Regions from separate parts of the Zea mays genome. Here region 1 is linked to region 2. A link is a contact called in public Hi-C data. All regions are on one chromosome and are shown on one strand. Each heading gives the region's core, a stretch centred on a gene start, on an enhancer-like site or on the middle of the called end of the contact. The rest is flanking DNA. Distances are from core to core; before and after follow the strand shown. Region 1 has its middle 30 kb from the start of LOC109939473. Region 2 has its middle 63 kb from the start of MIR160b.

Region 1 (5,732 bases), core at 1,972-4,471, 130 kb before region 2:
CTTGCGGACCTGGCAGCCACGCCATTCGTTTTCGCTGCTTGCTTGCTACTAGGCCCAGCCCATCATCCATTCGTGCGCCGCGAGAAGGCCGAACAGCACGCCAAGCCGCCTGAGGCTGGTGGGAAGCAAGAAAAACGCTCGCCGCGCGGTGGTGGGGAACGGAACGGATGGTGTGGTGTGGATGTGGTGTGGTGTCGGTGTCAGTCAGGCCAGCTTCATAAGCTAGTTTAAAGCATGTTGTTTCGTGTTTTAATAGAAGAGATAAAAAGGTAAGCTTTTAACTATGATTAATCTTATATACACAGATTTCAAAATTGTATATATAAAGATATCATCTATTCATATTAAAGATAAAATTATTAGAGAAATTAAGTTAGAGGTAGTAAGGGCATGTTTGGTTTATCTTTTTACCAGCTTTTCTGAGAATCTTATTTTATCAGTTTTTCTGAGAATCTTGCACAAGTGCATGGGCGGGTCCAGGATTTCGATGATGGGTATTCAGAATTTTAGCGGGCATAATTTTTTTTGACATCCTAAATTTGTTATCCATAGGAAACGAATAATTATCTATCGGACATAGATATGGTATAATTTGTTATCTACGGGTATGAGTATGAATATAATAAGATATCTATTCGTAAATTTTTCGTAGGTATGGATATACAACAGTATACATACCCGTTACCCGATGTGTACCTGACATTGGTACAGATTTATACCTACGAACGTATATGGGTACGAGTATGGATTTAATTTTGTCCCGTAGTTATGGATTTGTAAACCAAATACTCGTGTCCTAACCGCGCGATTGTTAACCCTAGTTACACGGTAGGGAAATGAAAAAGGCAAGCGAAAAGCGAAGTTTGGGACAAATAGTTGTAAGCCCATAAAACAATGTTATTTTATGTTTTTACAATATTTTAATGTATAAAGATAATATGTGTATATATACATAAATTTTGTTGCCAGAAAATAATGGGTATTCAATTGAATACCCTTGCTTCTACGTGGGCCCGCCCCTGTTGCTGTGGGGAGAATCTGGATGTGAAGAAAATTTCAGTATTGTTGGAATCATGTACGGAGAAAGATGAAGGTGTACTTATGATTCAGAATCTAGAAAGCAATGAATTCCTAACGGTGCAATGATTCGACTGAATAAGTGTTTATATTAATTTTGGGTGACTTTATCATATCGATTTTTATAGAAGATGACTGAAAAGCTAAGTATTTGATAGTCTGTAGCAGCTTTTGCTAGCTAGAAGTTAAAAAAAAATCTAAAACAAACAGAGTCTAAGTATCTTCTACTATTGCAGCAGTGGCCGGTGGGCCTTGCTGGAAGCGGCGGCCGCAAAATCGGTCGGCAGGCACTCTCGTCCATGCTCCCGTTCCGTCGTGCTCTGCGTTAGTCGTGCACACCGACGGCGGCCGCCGGGCTCTGCGTTAGGTGGCCAGGCCAGCACAGCTCGGGTCAAAAGACAGCCGACGCGCGCGTGTGCGTGCATGCATGATGTAGCCGAGCGAGATCGTATCGTTGAGACGGCGACGTTGTCCGATCCGCCGTGCCTGGTCTGCTCGCTTGGGCTAAGCGCTATCAAGCGGCATTCCGTGTGTATTATGATTGTGATAATATGAAAAAAATGGGAATCATGTACCTAACGCTTAGAGTATTTCTGATTTACTTATGTTTGGATTTGTTTGTGTCCACGTTTGTGCTTACATTTATGATTGTGAGTGTACTTGGTATGCATGGAAAGTTCAAGCGTGTTAGTCCCGCAACGGGATAAGTTTTTAACTTGCATTAGATACATTAGTAAGTTTATATCAGATATACAGTAATGTTGGACATTAACTTACACCCATTATTGTAAGATATGTCACCAACGGTTATGGGATCTCATCTCTGTCTCTCAAGAATTGAGATGAAAGTAGACTAAACATAAGAAAGGAAGACGATTTTTTATTTCTAAGAATATTGATGATTACAACATAGATCTCCTTCTCTATCAAAATTTAAAAGTTTCATAAAAAAAATCCATGTACAAACAGACTACGATTAGGGTTTCTCTTTCTATTTTCCTTTTAGGATAGTGTTTGTATACTTTACAACAACACTTACTTTTTAGATGTGTTTTTTTTTAGTAAAGACGGTAACTCCCATATATAGACTTTGCAGCCTAAGCTACATATATACAGCGACGGACTTGAGATTTTAGTGGCCCGGTGCAAAATTTTAAATAAAGGTCTTTCTAATTGTTTTTTGATATATATAAATGTTAATAATAAAAACACTACGATAGATCTAAAAATCCATATTAAGCAACATGTAAATAAAAAGATACATACTATGGATGCATGACTTCTAAACAACATGACTCAAAAAAGAAGTAAAATGATAAATGTTTAAAATCTAAAATCTAATTTACAATCCATTATTCCAGTAGTTGTCTAGGGCCAAAATAATATCTACACCTCAGGAATCGACGCATGACGTCAGTGTCAATAAACTAGCAACAAATGGAGTTGTTGGGGGCCTCTATCGCTGAATGTCCTCGAAGTGTTGCATTATGTACTAAAACATGTTTCATGTGCTATCAAAAGTAGCAAAGCCAACCTTGTAACACCCCAAAATCATGTCTTGGTGATGAGAAAAGTTCTTCAAAGAATTTGGATTTTAAAGTATGTTTTAATAAGAATTTTATTACATTTGGAATCGTTTCCTTAAAAATAAAAAATGACAACAATATATTGTAGATTAAATCTTGAAAACTAGAATCTGAATTTGAAATTCATATAATAAATAACTATTAAGATTTTCAATTGTTTACATGAGTAAATTGTTTTGTTCATGGATTATGTATTAGTATTCATTGAAGGGAATAGAATAATTAATAAGTCAATGAAACTTTGCATTTATGCTGGAAGTTTTTTGTTTGTGCATTTGATTTTGAAACCTTAACTCTGATTTAGATTTGTAATTTGAATGGAAATAAGCTAGAAAATAGAAAAAGAATACAAAAAATAGAGAAAATGACAAACCTAATTTTAGCCCACAACCCGACCTGAGCCCAACTGTCCTCCCGGTCCATCCCCTATACGAGCTGCTTACCCATCTGCATCTGCCAGCCCATTTTCCACACCGGCCACCCCGCGCCTGTCACTAACATGGTGGGCCCGCTCCGCAGCCGGTCAGCCATCCCCCACTCGGCCAGTCTATCCCAAGCGCCTGCGTTCTCCCGAGCATGAGTCCCTGCCGGGTAGGGCCACATTGTCGAAGTCATCCCTATCACTATGAATGGATCCCTCTTCTCCCTGTGACAGAAAACGCCAAGTCTGTGGCAACAAACCCCTGCTGATTTACTCTGGTTGTTGCCCACCAAGCATCACCTGGCAAGGCATGTTTGGGCTATAAAGTAGTGTCACATCCCTGTATCCCATAAAAATTGCGTAGCCATAGAGCCATCCATCCAGCGGGGCACCAGAACCTGAACTTGGACTATTCATGCATGGATGCGACTAGCGCACGATGATATTTATCGACGGAGTTCATCTCCACCGCAAACACTGCCTGTATCGAGGACATCCATAAATGGTCTCCCGATCTCCGATAAGTCATTTGGACTTTGTTCTACTGGACCTCCGTTTTGTGTAGCCATGGTTTTTGGTTGAATTTTGGCACCGGACCAACATATAGCTGTGGGCGGCGATGGCGTCGGTCAAGGCGTGCCACTGGCCGACGACAGAAATGGCAGAGTGGGAGGTGAGAGGCGAAAGGGAAATAGGGTCAAATCTTTTCCTAAATGATTTTGGTTGTTGAATTAATTGCCCAACATAAATATTTGGACTAACTAGTTTGCTCTAGATTATAAGTTCTACAGGTGCCAAAGGTTCAACACAAACCAATAAAAGGGTCCAAGTTAGGGTTCAAAAAGAAAAGAGCAAAAGAAACCGAAGGCTGCCCTGGTCTGGCGCACCGGACAGTGTTCGGTGTACCAGGGTGGATCAACTCGAACTTCCCACCTTCGGGTTTCTGGAAAAGTCACTCCGCTATAATTCACCAGACTGTCTAGTGTGCCAGCGGAGCAACGGCTACAGCGTAATGGTCGACTCCAACGGAAACCTGAAAAGCGCTACAGTGCGCGGACAGTTCGCGCAGAGTCAGAGCAGGCGGCAGAAGGCGCACCAGACAGTAAACAGTGACTGTCCGGTGCACCACCGGACTGTCTGATGGCCCAGGCTGTTAGAGCTCCAACGGTCGAACCCTAACGGTTGGGTGACATGGCTAGCGCACCGGACTGTTCGGTGCACCCATCGACAGCAGCCCAACCCCAACGGTTGGTTTGGTGGTTGGGGCTATAAATACCCCCAACCACCACCAGTTCAAGGTATCCAAGTTTTCAGCCGTTGCATTCAATACAAGAGCTCTAGACTTCACTCCAAGACACAAAACAAAAGATCAAATCCTCTCCAAGTCCCAACCTCATTCCAAAGACTTAGTGGCTTGTGAGAGAGAGACACTTGTGTTCATTTGAGTTCTTGTCGCCTGGATCGCTTTTCTTCTTCCCATTCTTGTTCTCAACACCTTTATAATCAAAGCAAGAGACACCAAGTTGTATGGTCCTTGTGGGGTCTAAGTGACCCAATTGATTGAAGAGAAAAGCTCACTCGGTCTAGATGACCGTTTGAGAGAGGGAAAGGGTTGAAAGAGACCTGGTCTTTGTGACCACCTCAACGGGGAGTAGGTTTGTAAGAACCGAACCTCGGTAGAACAAATCACCGTGTCACACTCTTCATTTTCTTGTGATTTGTTTTCGCCCTCTCTTTCGGACTCGACTTTATTTGTAACACTAACCCGGCTTGTAGTTGTGCTTAGAGTTTATAAATTTCAGATTTGCCTATTCACCCCTTTTAGGCGACTTTCAAGAGGGGTGCCCTGACCATCGATCAACAACACAACAACGACCTAGATTAGATCATGATTGTATTAAATCAGGAGCATCCGATCTACTATGAGCGGTACTGATCAAACAATTGTGTACCGTTTCGCTGATCTGCTATGAGTCGTTGGATCTAGATCCAAGGGCCCTGAGTGACGCGCATATGAAGCAGCCGATCTATTTTACAAAGAAATTCTGATGCTATTGGAAATGAGCTCGCGGTCCACGGTGTCACAAAGAAGCATCATGGATAGGTCCTATTTATTACAGTTTAGCCCCTGTTCTCTTAAATAATATAACTTGAGATCCATACTAGTTTTTTATTTTCACAAATTTATTCCGAATATGATTTTGGTATAAAATTAAGTCAATAAACTTACAAAATTCATAACTTCTTCGTTATAACTCTCATTTAGCCGTTCAAATTGCGATAGTTTCGTAATAAAATTGCCTACGCAATAATAGCATTATTTGTATCATATCACATACTTTTATAATTAGATATTTGTTTAACCTATGTTTAGTAGATTTATCTTGCTAATCAAAGTTAATCTATCTATAATTATAAACGGACTAAAATATAATCTATAATCAAGTTATAACTTATATTAAAGTTGAATTAGTTATTTCTTTGTAATATTTTTCTCACCTGAATTACATTAATTAACATAGAATATATTTTTACTATTTAAGCACTTGAAACTGCAGAAAATCATATCTTTTCAACCATAAATTTGATTTTAGTGGTTCTCGAACATACAATCTCATAGTAACACGTAGAATATTATTATGTGTTTT
Region 2 (6,097 bases), core at 1,341-3,840:
ACAAAAAACATAGTCTAAGTCCCCTTCCCACCTTCTCTTAGCTAGATTATCCTTTGTGAGGATTACTCCACACCATAAAAAATATAAGAAGATTTAAATTTTTAAAGGTACCTTTTGATTCCATAATTCTTTATTCACTTTAGAGGTATTTCTGAGCATTAAGGCAACATAACGTGATTTTACCGTGAACTGTCCATTTGAAGATAAGTTCTAGTAAAAATGCATCTTGATTCTAAGTCAACACAATCCCCTCCAAATGTGTCAACAAATCATTCCATGCATTTAAATTGGGTCCAAAGAGCTGCCTCCTCTAGGAGATATTCGGAGGGGAGGAGCTCAGAACATCGACCACCGTGGAGATCTTGGATCTAGCAATATTATACAAAGAGGATATTGGTCTTTCAAAGGAGCACCGCCTAGGTAATTGATAACGTTAAACTATGTTTATTTAAATCCACCGTAATCAGATACCACACTAGAAATTGATACCAACCTATTCAAACTTGTTACCGCTGGTACTCGAGTACAAATCATTATCGTTGCCATTTATATTACATTTCGTGAATCAAACAACACTAAGAAGATTTTTCTTTCCTCCTTTTTTAATAACTTCATTGGCTGCTTTCCAATTCTGAATCTAAGACTAGCTCACCAGTTGGTTCATGCTCTATAATTCTAACCCATCGAGGCAACGTGCACACAGATCATATAAAACTACCAAAAAGAATTATCCTCGGCCTTTCCGCCAGTCCTCTAGCTACACAAAGGTACCTCTGCTCACAAGTATAGAGAAGCTCTATACATACAATTGTGAGCATATTTGAACTGTTATTTTCTAGAACCGTCGGTGCTAGAGGCCAGTAGAAAAAATTATTTGTACAGCCGGATAACTGAGAACCACCAATGGAAATCGATTTTCTGTGGCAGTCGGGCTAAGAAAACCGCCAGTGGAACGATCGAGGTAATAAAACCATCAGTGAAAATCTTTTCCAGGAAACATAAAATGTGTTTTAAAAATAGCAAAAATATTTTTATTAGGGGAGAGGCCTCACTAGGCCCCGTCTTCCGGTCTCCGTCAAAGTCGCAAGTCGCCGCGCAAAATTCGAGGCTATGCGGGCGGTGAAAATCGAACCATTACCTTGCCTATCACTTACTTCATGATTGATTATAATTTTGTTGCCCACATATTAGAACAATCTGAGTATAAATTGGCTACTTGAGGTTGTAAACGAATTCAAAAGAAAAGGTTGTCAACTACAAATTGTTGGTGCCTATCCGGGCGCCAAACACTAGAAAGGATCACCTGGCGGTGCTCTGTGTGGAGGCGCGGAGGGACCGCGGCAAGGGCCAGACTTTCCGCGACCCGGCGCAGGAGCGACTCCTCCTCTGAATACGTCCGGACGGTCCGCGCCTGGGGCTCGGATGGTCCGCGATGGCGCCGAGGGTCTTCTTCTTCACAGCAGACCTAGATCTCACCTCCCGCGAGGGACCCCGTCGGGGAGGCGAAATCGTAAGGTGTGTTTTGGCATCGGCAGGCCACCCAAGACGCCTCTAGTCGATGTAGAGCCGAAGGGAGGTGAAGATTTCAGGTAGAAGGAGGCTAAACTAGGGCTAAACTAGAATTACTCCTAATGCATAAGTAAAAACGAGAAATAGACTTGATTTGATCGATTGTGGGGGGTTCAATCGGCTGTAGCCCTTCATCTATATAAAGGGGGAGGTCTAGACCCGTTACAAGTCGTTTCCTGAGCCAATCCCACAGTTTTAGCTAACAAATCCCGCGAGAAACTCGGAACCCTAACTGATTCGGCGCATGCGCGGACCGTCCGCGCTACCAACGCGGACCGTCCCCTCGGAGCCGGACCGTCCGCGCTGTCATTTCCTGCACTCAACACAAAGTTTCATAACTCTTGAAGTTATACAACTTTTATTTTGGTACTTTTCCCATCCAAGTTCGTTTGCAAAATTTGCATTTTAAATCTGATAAATTTAGATGCAATTTTTGAGAGTCAAAAAGATTTCAAATAAAAAGTTGTAAACTAAAAGGTTTTATAACTTTTAGAGATCTATAACTTTTATATTGGTGTTTTTTTCAAACGATGTCAAAAACATAAAAAAACCAGGATAAAAATAAAAATCATTTCTAGTGGTAGTTTCTTAAGAAAACTACAAATAAAAATCGATTTTTAGTGTCGGTTTCTTAGAAAAACCACTACTAGAAATTATTGATTTATAATGACGGTTTCTTAACAAACCACATGTATAAATATAATTTTTAGTGTGGTTATTTTATAAAACCGGCATTAGATATAATACTGACGTTTGACAACTAAAGAAGGCTGTAAAAATTAACTTCAACCTACACTTTGAGGTATTGGCTCGTCGGCTCTCATCAATCGAAGCTCCGATATATCGGTGAAGGTGATGGAGGCCAGTAGCTTCGACGACGTGGCTCTGCTCCTCAGCTTCAGTTCTCCAAAATCCTTGATCACATCGGTCTTGGTGATCATCTCCGTGCCCACGTCTGTCTCACTTTGCAGCATGGCGACCAGTGACCGGGCCGTAGACATGCCAGGCTGGAGTTTGGTGACTTCTTGGGTCCAAAGAAGCCCAGCCCATGCTTTAGAAACCTGCAGGCTTCATCAACGTCCAGGTCATTCGCTCAGGGGACTGTCAACGATCTGCAGATCCCGCCCCCCGGCCGTAACTGCAAAAGTGTAAGTGTTTTGTCGTACTAGTAGATTCCCGTATTTACCTTGCTCAAGGTGAATCCAGTTCTCCAAAAACGCCCTAAATTTCCCGTATTTACTCTCCGACCGAGGCTGTAGACATCTGCCTTCCGCGTAACATGTAACACCCTAAAAATCCTATATTTTAAAATACTCTCAAAATACTAGAAAGTATTGCCTAATAAAAGTTTCATGGTTAATTATAAATAGGTAATAAAGATTTAACTTTGAATAAAGTTATTACTTATTTTATTTGATAAATAATATGAATAGGGTTCCTTAATTATTTAATTGTGTGATTTATTCTTTATTAAGTTTATAAGTTTTCAGGCATTTACTAAGAGAAATAAAATAATAATAATAATAATAATAATAATAATAATAATAATAATAATAATAATAATAATAATAAATATATATCTATACTTTGCATCATGCCGGATTTTTTGATTGTGCATACTTGAATTTGAAACCTCAACTTTGATTTGAAATTTAAAATCTTGCAAATTAAAATGGAAAATAGAAATTGGGAAAAGAAATAACAAAAAAGAAAAAAAGAGAGGGATACAAACCCGCGCTGGGCCGATTTCTCTTGACTTCGGCCCACCTATCCCACGGCCAGCCTAGTCCCACACTCGCCATCACTACACCCACGCTGACCGCAAGACGGACCAACGGTGTCATTCACTTTTCCCCATCCACCTTGCTCTTATCACCGCCATGTGGGACCCACTCCTCAACCTCCCCAAATCTCGTGCGCTCTCGTCGCGTTACTGTGCTTTGGGGCCAATGGGTCAGCCACCGTTCTTAGGAGACATCAACCGCGTTGACGCAAAGACGTGGGGCCGAATAGTCGTCGCCAACCTTGCAACCAAAACCGAGCTCGATCCGGTTGTAACCGCTGGGGTCAGTTGCGATTTGGGAGGGCCTGTGCATGTGGGATTGTCCATGTGAAAAGATTCGTCCACGGATAAAACTACCGGGCCCGCTCCTCTGATCTAAAGCATCGGTGGCTTAGCATCGAGCCCTCACCATTGCCACAACTGAGAGGAGGGGGAGGAGTGAGAGCTGCCATTAGCGCTAGATTGAAAAAGAGCCACCACTGTTGCATCGTGTCCGCGTCGCCGCTCTGCCGTCGGGTGCGGGACCGAGAGCTTCACCAAGTCACATGGAGTACGTGGGAGGAGTGAGAGCTGCCATTAGCGCTAGATTGAAAAAGAGCCACCACCGTTGCATCGTGTCCGCGTCGCCGCTCTGCCGTCGGGTGCGGGACCGAGAGCTTCACCAAGTCACATGGAGTACGTCTATGGCTTAGCCTGGGCATAATTTTTCTTCAAACTGCTGGAATTGCTCGCTGGAGCATTCACTCCGTCGTGGCTCCACGCTACGCCGTGGGCAGGCCTCTCTACAACACAATCGTAGGTAAGAACTCCTCCCACCATCTTCCTTAACCTCCTCTTCATGTCGCACCGAGCGAGCTTCGTATCGGGACACAAATGGGGCGTAGGCGTGTAGCTCCGGTGAGGTGCATCACCACGGGGTCGTCGAGTGTCGTCGTGTGGTGGTCGGGTGAGGGAGGAGGGCCTAGGTGTCGTTGATTGTCTGATGGACATTTAAGATTAGATAGAGGCATACCTCTTCAGTGGATGAATCTGACATAGATATGCTATCCAACGGGTGAGTGTAGATCACGCTTCATCGAATTGTGGTCTTCGATGTTGGATCCAAGTTTCACAATTGTGTACCATTTCATTTAACTAGGGATCTAATCCGGGCGACCGGAACTTGATCGGGGGCTAGAAATTATGTGTACCCCTTCGTCGTGGTCTTTTTCATTAAGACCCCTGAACATTACACGATTCAACCCGCTGACCGATCACTTATAAAGAGTATTAATTTAAGATCCAAATATTTATAGAACAAACCCTGGTGTTTTTAAAACTGAACCTAAGGTCCAGAGAAGTTTCTGATTTATACAAATTAATTCTAAAATTGATTTTTAGTATGAAAATAATTCCTAAAACTTAAATAATTCATAACTTTCTCGATTTAACTCCGATTCTAGTGGTTCTCGAACCTACAATTTCATAGCGAAGCATAGAATTATACCATACAGTTTGATTCCATGTTTGGTGTAATGTTATTTGTATCCATTATATGCTTATTTGTATATATTGCTACGAATAGAAGCGAGGTTATGAGGAAATACAAAGCCCAACTTTGGGAAATCATCTGAGCAGTTGGATTTACAAGTAAAAGGCAAGTTGTGTCCTTGATCACATTCTTTGACCTAATAATATTTATGATTCTGATAATCATCGTGGCACTATTAGGTTAACTTTATGGGACCTAATAAGTTACCTAGTTTGTTTACCCTGCACCTTGCATACAAATGAATTATTGGGTAGTTTTGGTATTGCTCTACTTGGTTTTAGGATTAATGCCACATATGAATTATGATCATGTTCAATTGTTAATGGATTATTTGTTGTGCAATATAAGATCATTTTGTTAATTGGAACATGGAGCGACCACCCAAGACAATAGTGCTACCACAATGTTGGAATGGGACGCCCTTAGCCAATTAATCAGGAAAGCTAGCGAGAGATTATCTTACCTAAAATAGATAAGCGAGGAGTGAATCGCTGTAGAGTGTAGTGCTGGCTGTAATTACTGTGATGGGGTTACAGACCGTGGAAAAGTCTTATGCTCCCTTTTGCCTCAAAGTAGTGGGTTTTCTCATGCTAATGAAACTTTGTAAAGGCCTCACAGTGGATCCCTAGCCATTCACCTTGGAAGTGTCTAAGGGTCTACCTAACCCGGGCTAAAAGGAAAATACATCTTGTGGGTAATGATGCGCAACCTCTGCAGAGTGTAAAACTGGTATATTAGCCATGCTCAGGGTCATGAGCGACTCGGACCCCACATGAGTAAATTATGTAATAAAATTTAACATGTCATGCATTTGCATTACATTGTTGGATATTTTATCTATGATATCTTATTTAATTGGGATGGTATTTACTTATACTTAGTAATTGCTAATAAAATTTTGACCTACAAAATTATAAGATATGCTTAGCCTTAACCATCGTAAGTCTTACACTACACTTTTTCCCACACTTGCTAAGCGATGACCGCATGAGAGCTCGCCCTTGCTATAATCACACCAGGTTAAGAACTGGTACCGCTGGAGGATCATGAAGATGAGTTTGGAGAGGTCTAGGTCGTCGTCTTCGAGTCAACTATGGTTGTGGAGGATCGTTGTCATCATATGGTATAATATATTTAGTTATTTTGTATCGAACTTGTAATAAGTAATAAAGATGTGACATTATTTTCTATACCCTGAGTCACCATATGTGTGA

Evidence for each region. A called contact is a pair of places that touch in the nucleus more often than the background predicts.
Region 1: a Hi-C map of tassel shows a contact between it and region 2, with 3 times the contacts expected there. The contact joins two enhancer-like sites. A contact is called at or near these places in 2 of 25 Hi-C or Micro-C datasets (leaf and tassel).

The regions. Positions count from the first base shown.
Region 1 is chr5:44,590,805-44,596,536 of Zm-B73-REFERENCE-NAM-5.0, reverse strand. No RefSeq gene overlaps it. Among protein-coding and RNA genes, the nearest start is that of LOC109939473, 30 kb to the left of the region's middle. Within about 2 kb of position 3,221, at least 18 of the 20 cell types and tissues checked have an H3K27ac peak or open chromatin away from gene starts, as enhancers often do. A contact at or near this core is called in leaf and tassel, where this site is marked.
Region 2 is chr5:44,455,209-44,461,305 of Zm-B73-REFERENCE-NAM-5.0, reverse strand. No RefSeq gene overlaps it. Among protein-coding and RNA genes, the nearest start is that of MIR160b, 63 kb to the left of the region's middle. Within about 2 kb of position 2,590, at least 14 of the 20 cell types and tissues checked have an H3K27ac peak or open chromatin away from gene starts, as enhancers often do. A contact at or near this core is called in leaf and tassel, where this site is marked.